2 separate regions of the Arachis hypogaea genome follow, and region 1 is linked to region 2. A link is a contact called in public Hi-C data. All regions are on one chromosome and are shown on one strand. The core of a region is the stretch at or near the end of the contact, and the rest is flanking DNA. Distances in the headings are between cores, read along the strand shown.

Evidence for each region. Hi-C and Micro-C count contacts between places; a contact is called where the count stands out from the background.
Region 1: a contact with region 2 is called in a Hi-C map of an unstated tissue, with 4 times the contacts expected there. The contact joins the enhancer-like site here to the promoter of LOC112710291 in region 2. A contact is called at or near these places in 2 of 8 Hi-C or Micro-C datasets (leaf and an unstated tissue).

The regions. Positions count from the first base shown.
Region 1 is chr9:9,696,284-9,702,312 of arahy.Tifrunner.gnm2.J5K5, reverse strand. No RefSeq gene overlaps it. Among protein-coding and RNA genes, the nearest start is that of LOC112708836, 14 kb to the right of the region's middle. Within about 2 kb of position 1,587, at least 2 of the 3 cell types and tissues checked have open chromatin away from gene starts, as enhancers often do.
Region 2 is chr9:9,617,489-9,623,403 of arahy.Tifrunner.gnm2.J5K5, reverse strand. It overlaps LOC112710291, which reads left to right and starts at 2,755. Exons shown (of 1, transcript XM_072202460.1): 1 at 2,755-5,870. The coding sequence starts at 3,061. The coding sequence ends at 4,179.

The DNA of each region.
Region 1 (6,029 bases), core at 338-2,837, 80 kb before region 2:
TTGACAATTTGTTATAGTATTGATTGAAATTCACTATTATTGTATTGATTCTGAAGCATTATTCACCAATTTCAGTTCGTTATATAAATGTAAAATTATAAATAAAATAATGGTCAGTTTAGAAAATAATATAATGAATAAATTGCATGAAATTAAATTATGAGCGCCTACATAAAACAAAAGAAAAAAAGGTAGTGAAAACTCAATTGTAGACTTGTAGTTAATTTTATGTAAAGTTGATAATTGAAAATCTCGTCAAATAATTTGATAAATTTGACTAAATTATCATCTAACAGTTCTCAATTATCAATTTTATTTAAAATTAACTGAAAAAAATGATACTAGTAATTTATTTACTTAAACTTATTTTATCCCGCGTATAACATGTCTTTATCATATTACGTAAATTAGTTCAGTATTTCATGCTAGTTGTGGGGTTGTTAGTAACTTAAGTATCTTCACTTTATATTCTGCTGAAGTAAACTTTAACCTTTAATTCAATTTTATTATAAGACACTAAACGCTTATTTTCTTTCTCATCATAATAAAAAATATAAATTGCTGATGGAAGACGGTTCATTATCTTTCGTTCATTGTGTAATACAACTCAAATTGTCTATGAATATTATTTATGCATTCGTCTTTTTCCTTTATCAAAAGCTTTTAAATTAAATTATTTGTGTACGTCCAATCATAAACTATTGTACTTTTCGACTACACAATGTGGCTCCAATCAAAATCCAGCTCTCACACACAAAGTAATTTGGAGACAAAAGTATTCGACACATATGTCATCATACCTTAATAGTTTAAACATTATTGGAATTAATTAACGCTAATGATGTATGTCCTATCTGTTATGTTGAACCAAGATAAAATTTTAATATTTAATCAGAATTAACAATTAAAAGAATCTTTCATTTTCTTTTAACTTATTTGTTATGTAGGTGTCAATAATACGCCAAATAATCTATATATTGAATAATTGCTTGTATTATATTTATATCTCAATTCATGGTACCGTCCTAAAACTAGCCCTTGCCATTCTGTTTTTCTTTTTTTTTTATTGCCGTAATAAATTGTTGCATGTATAAAATTTGAACCCTTCAATACTTACTTAAGCGAACGAGTATTATGTGTTTGCTATCGGATAAAATAAAAAAGGGCTGTTTCATCATTATTGTAGGTCACTGATATCCATTCACTTTTTTTTATGTTTTAAATAAGATTAAAATTTTCGTTTTTTTGTTAAGAGAGCAAGTGATGTGTCACTATATATATACTCACTAGACTGTGCTTTTTTAGTTTGAATGACTTTGATTTTGTTTTAAATTTATTGGTGAATAGTACTTTAAATTAAAAAATTGATCAATTTTATTTTTATGTTGGGCGAATCTAATTTTTAACAAATGTTATTACTATTGTAATATTTTATTTCATTTTATTTTACTTTTATTTTTATTTTTGGACAGGACTATTGTAATTCGTAATATTGTAGATGAAACTATTAACTATGAAAGTATGATTGTACCACAACTCCTGACGGGTTTCTTCAAAGCCTCTTTTTTTTTTCGGACGGGCTTCAAAGAATCTTCATGATAATGGACTCGAACCTTAGAGGCTCGTTCGGCCCAAACATATAGAGGCCCAGTAATGATCCATGCATAAAACATTAATAACCCAAGCATTGAACGGATTCTGACAAAAAAAAGCATTGAACGGATTTTTTTATTTAAATTAAATAAATATAATAATTAAAAAATACATTTAATAAAAGAAAATTACGAAAATACACTATCAGTCATATTCCGGTATAGAAGGAGAAATTACATTAAAGTATTAAACCCACAAACCGAAAACTCTGTACTCGAAATAAATAACAATGTTTAGAATACTAAGATTAAATAATTAGTAAGTGAAGTCAATTGAGTTATGATAGTTTTTGAATATGTTATTACAGAATAATTTAATTCGTAACTTTTTTTTTTTTTTTTGCCTCTTTTTGATAGTCAAACATGACTACATATATGAGTAGTCTCAAATGTAACTAATGCACTCATAATACAATGAATTTCGTTAAGGAATCAATGAGTAATCTTGTACACATTGTACACATTATACACATTGTATGCTTAGAGTATTGGCTCTCTATACTTTTCCATCTTGATAATGTGAATAATGAATTAGTTATTTAGTCCAATAAAAATAAATAATAAATTTAAAAACTTTCATTCAATTATTTCACATTAAATTTTAAATTTTAAATTCTTTAATCTCAAATTTTAAATTTTAAATTTTTTAAAAATTCAGTTAGTTATTTCAAAAAAATCATCTAAAATCCTAATTTACTAAAATAATTCACTCCAATATTTTCTTTTTCTTTTAACTGGCGGCCACCCCACCTTCATCAATAATCATCCCATATCACCGTCGCTTCTTGACTTGCCACACGCCACTCACCCTTAATAAAAATAACCATCCACTTAAAGATAAAACTAATCATCTGCATACCTAATGAATTGAACATCTAATATATTTTAATTATATATAACTAGACCCAATCCAATCAAAATAATCATCTACATAAAAAATTAAAATAATCATCTGCATACCTACTAAAATGATCATCCTAAATTGACCATTAAAATAGAAGAAGATGATGAATAAACAGAAGAAATAACTATGATCATCCAACAATTTAACTTTTATTAAAAAAAATGTATAATTTGACACATAAATCTTATGATTTGATGTAACCATAAAACTGGAAAAACAAAAAATAGAAAAAAAAACTTGAACAGATGAGGAGACATGAGCGAGAATAAAAAGTAAGCAATTGAGTGTTTAATTTGATATTGTCTTCAAACACGCGTACGTTATATCTACCATACTCACACGATTATTACACTCCATTTACGAACTCCCGAGAAGTGAAGTGACCTCTTTATCTTGCATCATCGACGTTAGGCGGGAGACACATGCCGACTGCTAGGGAGTCGCTGCTCGTCTGGGCCGCGAGAACAGCGCACACGATCGAAATGTTATTAATTCTGCATATTTTTTAACTATTTAATTTCGGCTATAAATTATACAAGTTAAGATATCATGAATTATCAACTAATTAAATACATAAAATAATACATAGGTAAACTAACTTGAGAATTTTTTATTTAAATTAAATAAATATAAAAATTAATACCTTCATTATTGATCTATTATTTCAAAATATATATAATTTATTATATCAACTAATTATTTAATTCAATAATATAAGCACGACAAATAATTAAATAAAATCAGATAAACTAATATTACATTATTTTACCATATTTTATAACTAGTTCAATTCAATTATAAATTACACAAATCTAAATATCATAAATTATCAACTAATTAAATATTTAAAATAATAGATAGACAAATTAATCTTAAGATTTTATTTATTTAAATTAAATAAATATAATAATTAAGCAACTCGTTATGTTCTATTATTTCAAAACATGTTAGATACGTAAGCTATTATATTAACTAGCTAATTATTTATAAGTAAAAGAAATAATTAATCAATAGTAGGTCAATTAATGTTACACTGTGTTATCATATTTTTTAACTATTTCAATTTAACTATAAATTACACAAGTCAAAATATTATAAATTATCAACTAATTAAGTATTTTAAAAAAAATAAATAGATGAACTAATTTCAAAGTCTAATATCCTGACCACATGTTACGTCGTATTTAATTTGTTACGACACGTTTGATTGATGTCTACGTCTATCAAAGATATGGACACAGTGACATATGTATATTGTTTATTTAATAAGACATAAAATTATCATAGACACGATGACACACAAAATACATGTTTTTTGTGTTTCACCTTTAATTTGTGACATAGATTTGAGACATAGATACAGTTTTTTATTTTCACTTTTATCCTTGTTATTTTTTTTTTTATTTATATCCTTCTCCTTTTAACCTTAATCAACTTCTTTTTCTCTTCTTTCTCACTGTCTCGTTTCTTCCTCCATGCCTCTCACCCCAACTACCGCCTCACCTTCTCTGTCTCTCTTTACCACCTCCATTCTTTTGTCTTTTTTTTACCGCCTCTTCTCCTTCTCCTCTTCCTCCTCCTCCTCTCCACTGTTTCAACTCTTCTCTCCCTCCCTGTCTCCCTCATCTTTGAGCCTCTTTCTACTTAGATTCGTCGCCGCCTCTATTGCGCCTCCCTCTCCCTCTCTCAATCTGCCTCATAGATCTACAGTGGTCTCTCCGACCCTTTCAATTTTGTCTCTACTTCTCTTCTATAATTTCTCCGCCTTTCTTTCTCGTTGTCAGATCCATTTAGTTCTCTGTTTTTTTTAATTCATATATTATTTATTTATTTTTTATTTAAATATTGATTGAAAATTGTGTTTAAATATTAAATTAGATTAGATCTGAATTTTTAATTTATTCTGTGTGTTTGTTATTATTAATAGTTGTAATTTGTATTGAAATGGTGGTAGAGAGGTGGTTATGGTGGTTTTAATAGTAGTAATTTAAACTGAAATAATGATAAGAGGTGATGTTGATGATTTGTGATAGGGATAACATTGTCATTTTGTTAGAATGATAAATTACAAATAGTATTATGTTCTTGAGTACCAAATAAGTTCTCAAATTTCATGTTTCATTGTGTCTATGTCATTTTGTGTATTGTGTTTATATCTTATTTATCTCCACCCACTAACCAAACGAAGCCTTAATATTTTCCGATTACATGTGACCTCCTCTTTGTGTATTGTGTTTATATCTTATTTATCTCCACCCACTAACCAAACGAAGCCTTAATATTTTCCGATCACATGTGACCTCCTCTTCGAGTCATCGATGCTTTTAAACTTGGTAAAACTTAAAAAACTAACAAATGAGTACTCGCAATCTCGTTTGCACCCTATCATGTAGGCTCCAATATATTTTGGATACACAGTCCGAAATCACGTTATGCAAGTATTCTGAGTACAATGCACCCAATTCCGGCTAATATTTTATAACGTAGATACAGTCGATATATAGAATAATATACTTTTTATATATCCCGGTTAGCGTAATCGGAATACATATTTCATGAAAAATATATTAAAAATAAAAAATAAAAAACTAATATTTTTTATAAAATTATTTTTATGTATGAATTTTTTAAATATATGTATTCATAAATATATTAAAAATAGGAGTAATATTATTAAGTGAATTTTATTGTGTACACATGAAGAAACTATCGTAGCATAGGTTTAGGAGTGATATCTGTCTCTTGCTATTATTGCTTTGTTCATATGTGACAAAATAAATAGATAAAAATTTAGATTTTGTCTTTCTTCAATTAAATATTAATTTTAATGAAATATTTATTACAGATACATTTTTGTTGTATCAGGCCAAAAAATTTTGAGCTGTAATAGATTCCTATTAAAAAATATATATTTTATTGTGTTTACTTTAATAAAATTAGTTTTTTTTATTAAATATTCTAAGTATGCGATAAATAATGTTAAATACTACAAACAATAAATATTAAAAAAAGAGTGCCGCTAGGGGCCAGCAGTTTTCTAACTTTTGGGCCAGCAAACAACTAGCAATACTAATTTTATACCTCAAACAAAATAAAGCCCAAACTCATAAAGAGAGCGTGTATTCACGCTCCTTTACCACGCTCTCTTCTTCTCCCCAAAAATTTTAGTCTCTCCTCTACACTCTTGCACGCCATTTTTGTTGCTCTCAACGCTGGAGCACGCTCAACACGAATCAGCATTCTTGAGCTTGCTGTTCATCTCAAGTAGCGTCTCCAATAGCAGCAGCGTTACTCTCTGCAACATGCAACAGCATCTCTCAGCTCTCTATCCATTCTTCTTCGTTTCTACTAATGCGTGATGCTTCTTCAAGATTAATGTGAAGGTAAATGAGTTTTGATTTTTGTTCATTTATTGCTTTCTTCAACTCTTACCTTCTTGCTGTCCATCATTCTGTATCCATTCAAAACATGCA
Region 2 (5,915 bases), core at 1,506-4,005:
TTAGTCCATTTAATAAAACAGTTAATCTCTATATACAAGTGATTCTGTTATACAAGTCTTACAAGTTTCCTAATTGATATTACGCTCAAACGCGTCTCTAACAGATTTTTAATTTTTGAAAAGATTCCGTTTTATTTTTCGAATTTCTTGCCTTCTCTTTCTCCTTCTTCATTTACGTGCTTTTCTCTGTGTTTTCTTTCTTCGTTATTCTCGATTTCCATTATTTTTTGACATCAAATTCTGAAATTGTTTTTGAACTATTTCATCTTCATCATCGTGTTTCTTCTCGTTCTTCTTTTGATTTTACAACATTATGTATTTTTTTCTTCTTTGTTTGATTTTTTTCTCCCAAAAAGAATTATGAGAATATGAAATAAGAAAATGAAGAAGAAGAAGCAGCAGAAGATGAGGAGGAGAAAGAGAAATAGTTCTGAATTATGCATAAGGTGTACTTCAACGAATTTTGGATGTATTTTTGTAATCCTTTGGGTGTATTTTTGTAATCCTTTGGGTGTATTTCTATAATTCTTTGGGTGTATTTCTATAATCGTTTGGGAGAATTCCTGTAACCGTTTGGGTGTATTTCTGTAATCCTTTGGGTGTATTTCTGAAGTTCCATTATCTTCAAAACGATTTCAAAGCTGATTTCAGAAACCATGAAAATCGAAAAAAAACGAAGTAAGAATATCAGTGATAAACGCAGGTAAAACAACGAATGAAATGGCGAAGAGAGAACGCACGAAGGAGATCGAACAAATTTGGCAAGAAACTCGTTTTGATGGAGGAAGAAGAAGATGAGTCATTCATAATGCATGGTGAATAGCGCGCTTTGGAAACAGGAAGTGGTTGAATAATGTGCGTATATTTACTCTTGAATGTAGCAGTAATGCATATGTGTTTTGTTAAGCTTGTACCAACTTGTAAGACTTGTAAGTCAAAAAGACTTGTATGTGTAGCAAACCTCTTAATAAAAATAAGTTTAAGTCTAAATATTAGATATTATTAGAAAAATGATTAGAAAAAAAATGATTCAAAGAAAAAAAATTCTAAGACATTTCATAATTCATATATTCACCTTTTATCATAAATTTTTGGGGTCTGTTTCTTTATGTGCAAGTTTTAAAGATAGCATGACATGGACATTCAATTCAGATAGGAGATACACTACCAAATTATTATGGAGGTGGAGGTGGCAGTGGCGAAAATATATGAAATTTCAGAGTCTAAGCATGTGTATAAATGATGCTCTGAACACTAAGGACAAATTGATAAGAAGAAATGTCACTAGCCAAGGGGAACAAAAGTGTGCCTTATGTGGAGTTGAAGAAGAAACGGTATATCATTTATTTTTATCTTGTATATTCTCTTCAAAATTATGGTATTTGTCGTGGAACTGGTGGAACTTGGAAATGTTAGAGCTTGCTTACTAGGGTGGATGGAGCAAGAAGTGCATAAAATGAAAAAAACATGATTTTGTGTAATTTATTTTTTGCTGATATATGGGTAATTTGGAGCTGTAGAAATATGAAAGTGTTTGAGAAAAAATGGTAAGTGTTGATAGTGGATAGAAAATAATTACAGACCTTAGTAAATCAGTTGAGAAAAAGAGAAAGAAGTGCAAATAACAAAGAACTGAATAAAGTACAGCATAGTTATAAAAAAAATAGACAGGTGGTGTTGTGTTGTATATAGATCGGATTTAAATTTTTATATAACAGGAGGATACTTGATTGATAAAGAGGACAGAGTGTATTGTTTAATGGGAGAAATAGCAAATGAAACTTCATTAGGTAACACTACATTAAAAGGAATTCAAGTGGAATTACAATATTTGTTGGAAGAAACGGACGTAAGAAAGAGAATATATAATCATAGTGATCAAGAATAGAGATGCAGTAGGTAACTAAGTTAGGTTGGTCTAGTAGTTAGTTCACTAGTTTGTTTAAACAAGTGTCGGGGATTCGAATCCCGCCTTATGCATGCAACAACTCATTGGTCAGTGACAAACCCTTAAATGGAGCTCAGTACCGCAGCGGATTAATTCTTGACTTACCAGTTTGGGAGATAGCATGAAAAAAAAGATATAGTATGCTGGCTAATGGGAAAAGAATAAGTAGGATGAGACCAGAAATTTCTAAAAAATAGAACAGACAATGAATGTCAAATTCTCAAAAATGTGGAATTAGCACATGAAGGAGAGCAAAGATTTAAGCATAAAAAACAATAGGAAGAGATGGTAATAGAAAATGAAGAAAATTAGATCAAGTGACTGGCTTGAAGGATGGCCATAGTACGCTAAATTAAAGTACTGGATAGGTGGACATTATCAAGAATAACAAACTAGCTTTGGTGATATAAAAGGGATAATGTGCTTATCAATTTCAACACAGCGGGTGACTTGTGTGGATGTGGCCTGGAGAATATGAGTTAGCAATGGGTACAATGGTATCATTTGGAGTAAAAAAGAATTACTGACGGTTGTGATTGTTGTTATTCTGTATTTCGTTTTGGATGTATGGTTTTGTACCGAACAATCTTAAAAAACCAATGTTTAGTTATTTGGGCTATGAAAAAAGAAAAACAAATAAATATATTATTTGGGCTGCCAAAATAATAAATTTTAGATGTTTCAAAACTTTTAAAAAATTGGTAACATTGTTTGGGACAGGGTCCGTGAAATTCACTATCTTGACTCGGAGCATTGTAGAACTAGCCCAATAAAGCTTGTAACCATATATTAAATTAGACCACAAAACCGAAGATTCGAGAATCATGCAAGAAATAAACCCTAAAACTCTTCTAATCGTTGACCATGGTCAAACCTCTGGTATCTCTCTAGTCTCATTAGTCTGTAGTCTCTGTAGGTCGCTCCGAAATCGCCTTGTAGCAGCTACAACCTTTTCACTTTGCATTTGCAGGTCTCTCTCTCTCTCTCTTCTCTCTCTCTCTCTCTCTCTCTCAAATACTTTGTGTAGTTTGTTCAATTAAAGAGACTTGCTATTTAATTGTTTTCTGCACTGCTGAATCTCGAAAATACTCTCCGGATTTCAAGAATCTCAAATGCTTCGGTTGCTTTCATCTGGGTCTTATCTGTTTGAGTCATTTTCAAATCCCCCATTTATAAAAGCATTGCAAGTTTTTACGCATGCCACATATTCGACCATTTGCCTAGCCCAACCTAAAGCTGAAAAGGAGGATCCTGTAGAGAAACCAAATAATGCTACTGAGGTTTTAAGTAAATGGGGTTGTAGTGATGGTGAATTGATGAGAATATTCACCCGTTGCCCAGCTTTGCGCAATGCTGATGCTACCAAAATCCAATCAAAACTTGATCTTCTGAGTGCTTTTGGAATAGGGGCATCTGATCTTGTTAAGATAGTCAATTGCAGGCCCCGGTTTTTCCAGTCTCGGATTAACCAATCTTTCAACGAGAGGCTTGCCTATTTCTTGTCATTGTTCGAGACGAAGGATTTGCTTACCAAAGCCATTGTGAGAAACCCTTCACTTTTGGTCTATGATGGTAGAGTTGACATTGAAGCTACCTTTGCACTGTATGAGGAGTTAGGTATTAAGAAAAGGGACTTGATTCAGATGATCCTATTGCGTCCCACGATCATTTCAAGGACATCGTTCAACGATGATAAGATGGAATACATACGCAGGATAGGGCTTTCCAAGGATTCAAAGATGTATAAGTATGTGGTAACACTAATAGGTGTGTCACGTGTGGAAACAATTCGTGATAAGGTTGCGAATTTGGAGAAATTCGGTTTGTCTGAGGATGAGGTCTTTTGGCTTCTTGGGAAGTCCCCTCATATTTTGACATTGTCAACTGACAAGGTTCAGAGGAACATGACTTTCATTCTGGCCACAATGAAGCTCGATGTCAAGGCAATCTTAAGATGCCCATTGCTATTGTGTATTAATATTGATACGGTTTTGAAGCCAAGAGTGCTTCTAGCAATGAAGGTACATGAGATTGATGGTGAGCAGAAAATCAGGAGACCTCCGATTCTTAGGGCACTCAGGATGACAGAAGAGAAGTTTGTGAATTTGTTTATCAAATGCCATCAGGAGGAAGTTGCCAATGAGTTAATGGAATTCTATAGAAGAACAAAAAATGTTAAGAGATTAGCTGAGTCATCAAAGAAGAGCGTTCGAAAAGGATTTCCTTTCTGAATTGATTTAATTTGGTTTCAAAAGTTTCTGAGCTGATATATATCCTTTTTCTGGTTCATCGAGTTGGTTGAGATTTTGTCCGTTATTTGGTGTAGATTCATATTTCTGCCTGTGTCTTAGATTCTACTGACTATATTTCATATTTAGTACAGTTCTGTGATAAACTCAAGCTGCAAAGCTTTGAACAGTATTTGAATAGATGTATTTCAAAGAGGTGTGTTAGAGTTACTAAAGGCATTATCCAAAATGAGTCCGTGATCGAAGTGTGCGAGTCTTGTTGCTCCTCGGCATAAGATCAATTGGCTTGTTGGCTTATCTATGCTTGCGAAAGTGCCCTTTCAGCAGATGGAGGCTGTCACACCTCAGCCTTGTCCTAACAATCTGCACATGGTTAGTATAAACTATAAACCTGTTGTTTAGTTTTCATACAAAACTAGATTTTTTCAGCTGAAAGCTTCCTCTTTAATATGTTAACTACAATTTCAACCACAAAATAGGGCAATTAGAAAGACCTTGATGATAAATATTTGTGGTGAAAACAGTTTTTCTCTGCTTGCTGTTGTTCTAGACAAGAATCTTTTATCTGCATCTCTGTTGTTTTCTCATGTCCATACCTACTACTGCATCAAAGAAGATGAATGTTGTTTGACATTTGTTGGACTTTTGGTATTCGAGACGTTTTCCAAACTCCGTTCTTGCACCGAACAAATTTTATGCCAAAATTTAAATTGCATATTGAGGCTAAGGGTGGCAACATACACCCTACCCGTGGATATCCAATCCTATCCAATCCGGTCGGGTAGGGTAGGGTGTGGGTAGGGTTGGGTTCTCGTGCGGGTGAGGTAGGGTGCGGGTTGAGTCTCAATCCTATCCGACCAACCTGCACCCTATATATGTATTTGTTATATACTTATATAAAAATATGCTTCAAGTGGATGTTAAACCAAAAACCTTTCACTAAATGCAAAAGATCTTTAGCCACTAAGAAAAGATCATTAATTGATAATTTAATACATTATATATATAAGTCAGTTCTATTGTAAATTATCATCTAGTTATATAATAATGTTGCATCTTTTTGGTAACTCGTGAGTAGGGTCGAGTATCGCGGGTCAAGAACGGGTAGAGTTAGAGTTGGAATATTGTCAACCCACAGGTAGGATTAGGGTTGGATCTAAACCCTATCTTACCCACTCATTGTGCACTAAGGTTTGAGAAGCTTTTAAATTTGCAATATATATGATGGTGTAACATGTCTATTAATTCACGTTTTGTATAAAAATGTCAAATGAGAGAGTAACTACTAACTATAATGGATAAGTACCTTGTAATCTTAAAAGTCTCGTTCAAGTGTTGTCGTTCATTAACGACACCAAGTGCACAATAATGTCCTCCAACAATTAAGAATGGCAAGATATACCCTCACATCAAGGAGCTCATGACAGAGTGGAGGTTCCTGTGGCTTTCGGACATGGCATGGCATGACTATAAGTATAACCAACACACCGATTTATCTGACAAGTGTTGAATCATTTGACAAGAATATGGAGACCATAGAAAGACTTAATAAAGTGAGTATGAAATACTGAAGTGAAGATAGGATTTCTAGTTTCAACCATTTTCTTTTACTAGGACTACCATGTAAAACAGAAATTCCTTTCGGCTTGAAATGATGTGTCAAACTTTGAGCATTTGTTGGTAGTCTGAATTTTTTTTTTTTTCTTACTGTTTTTTGG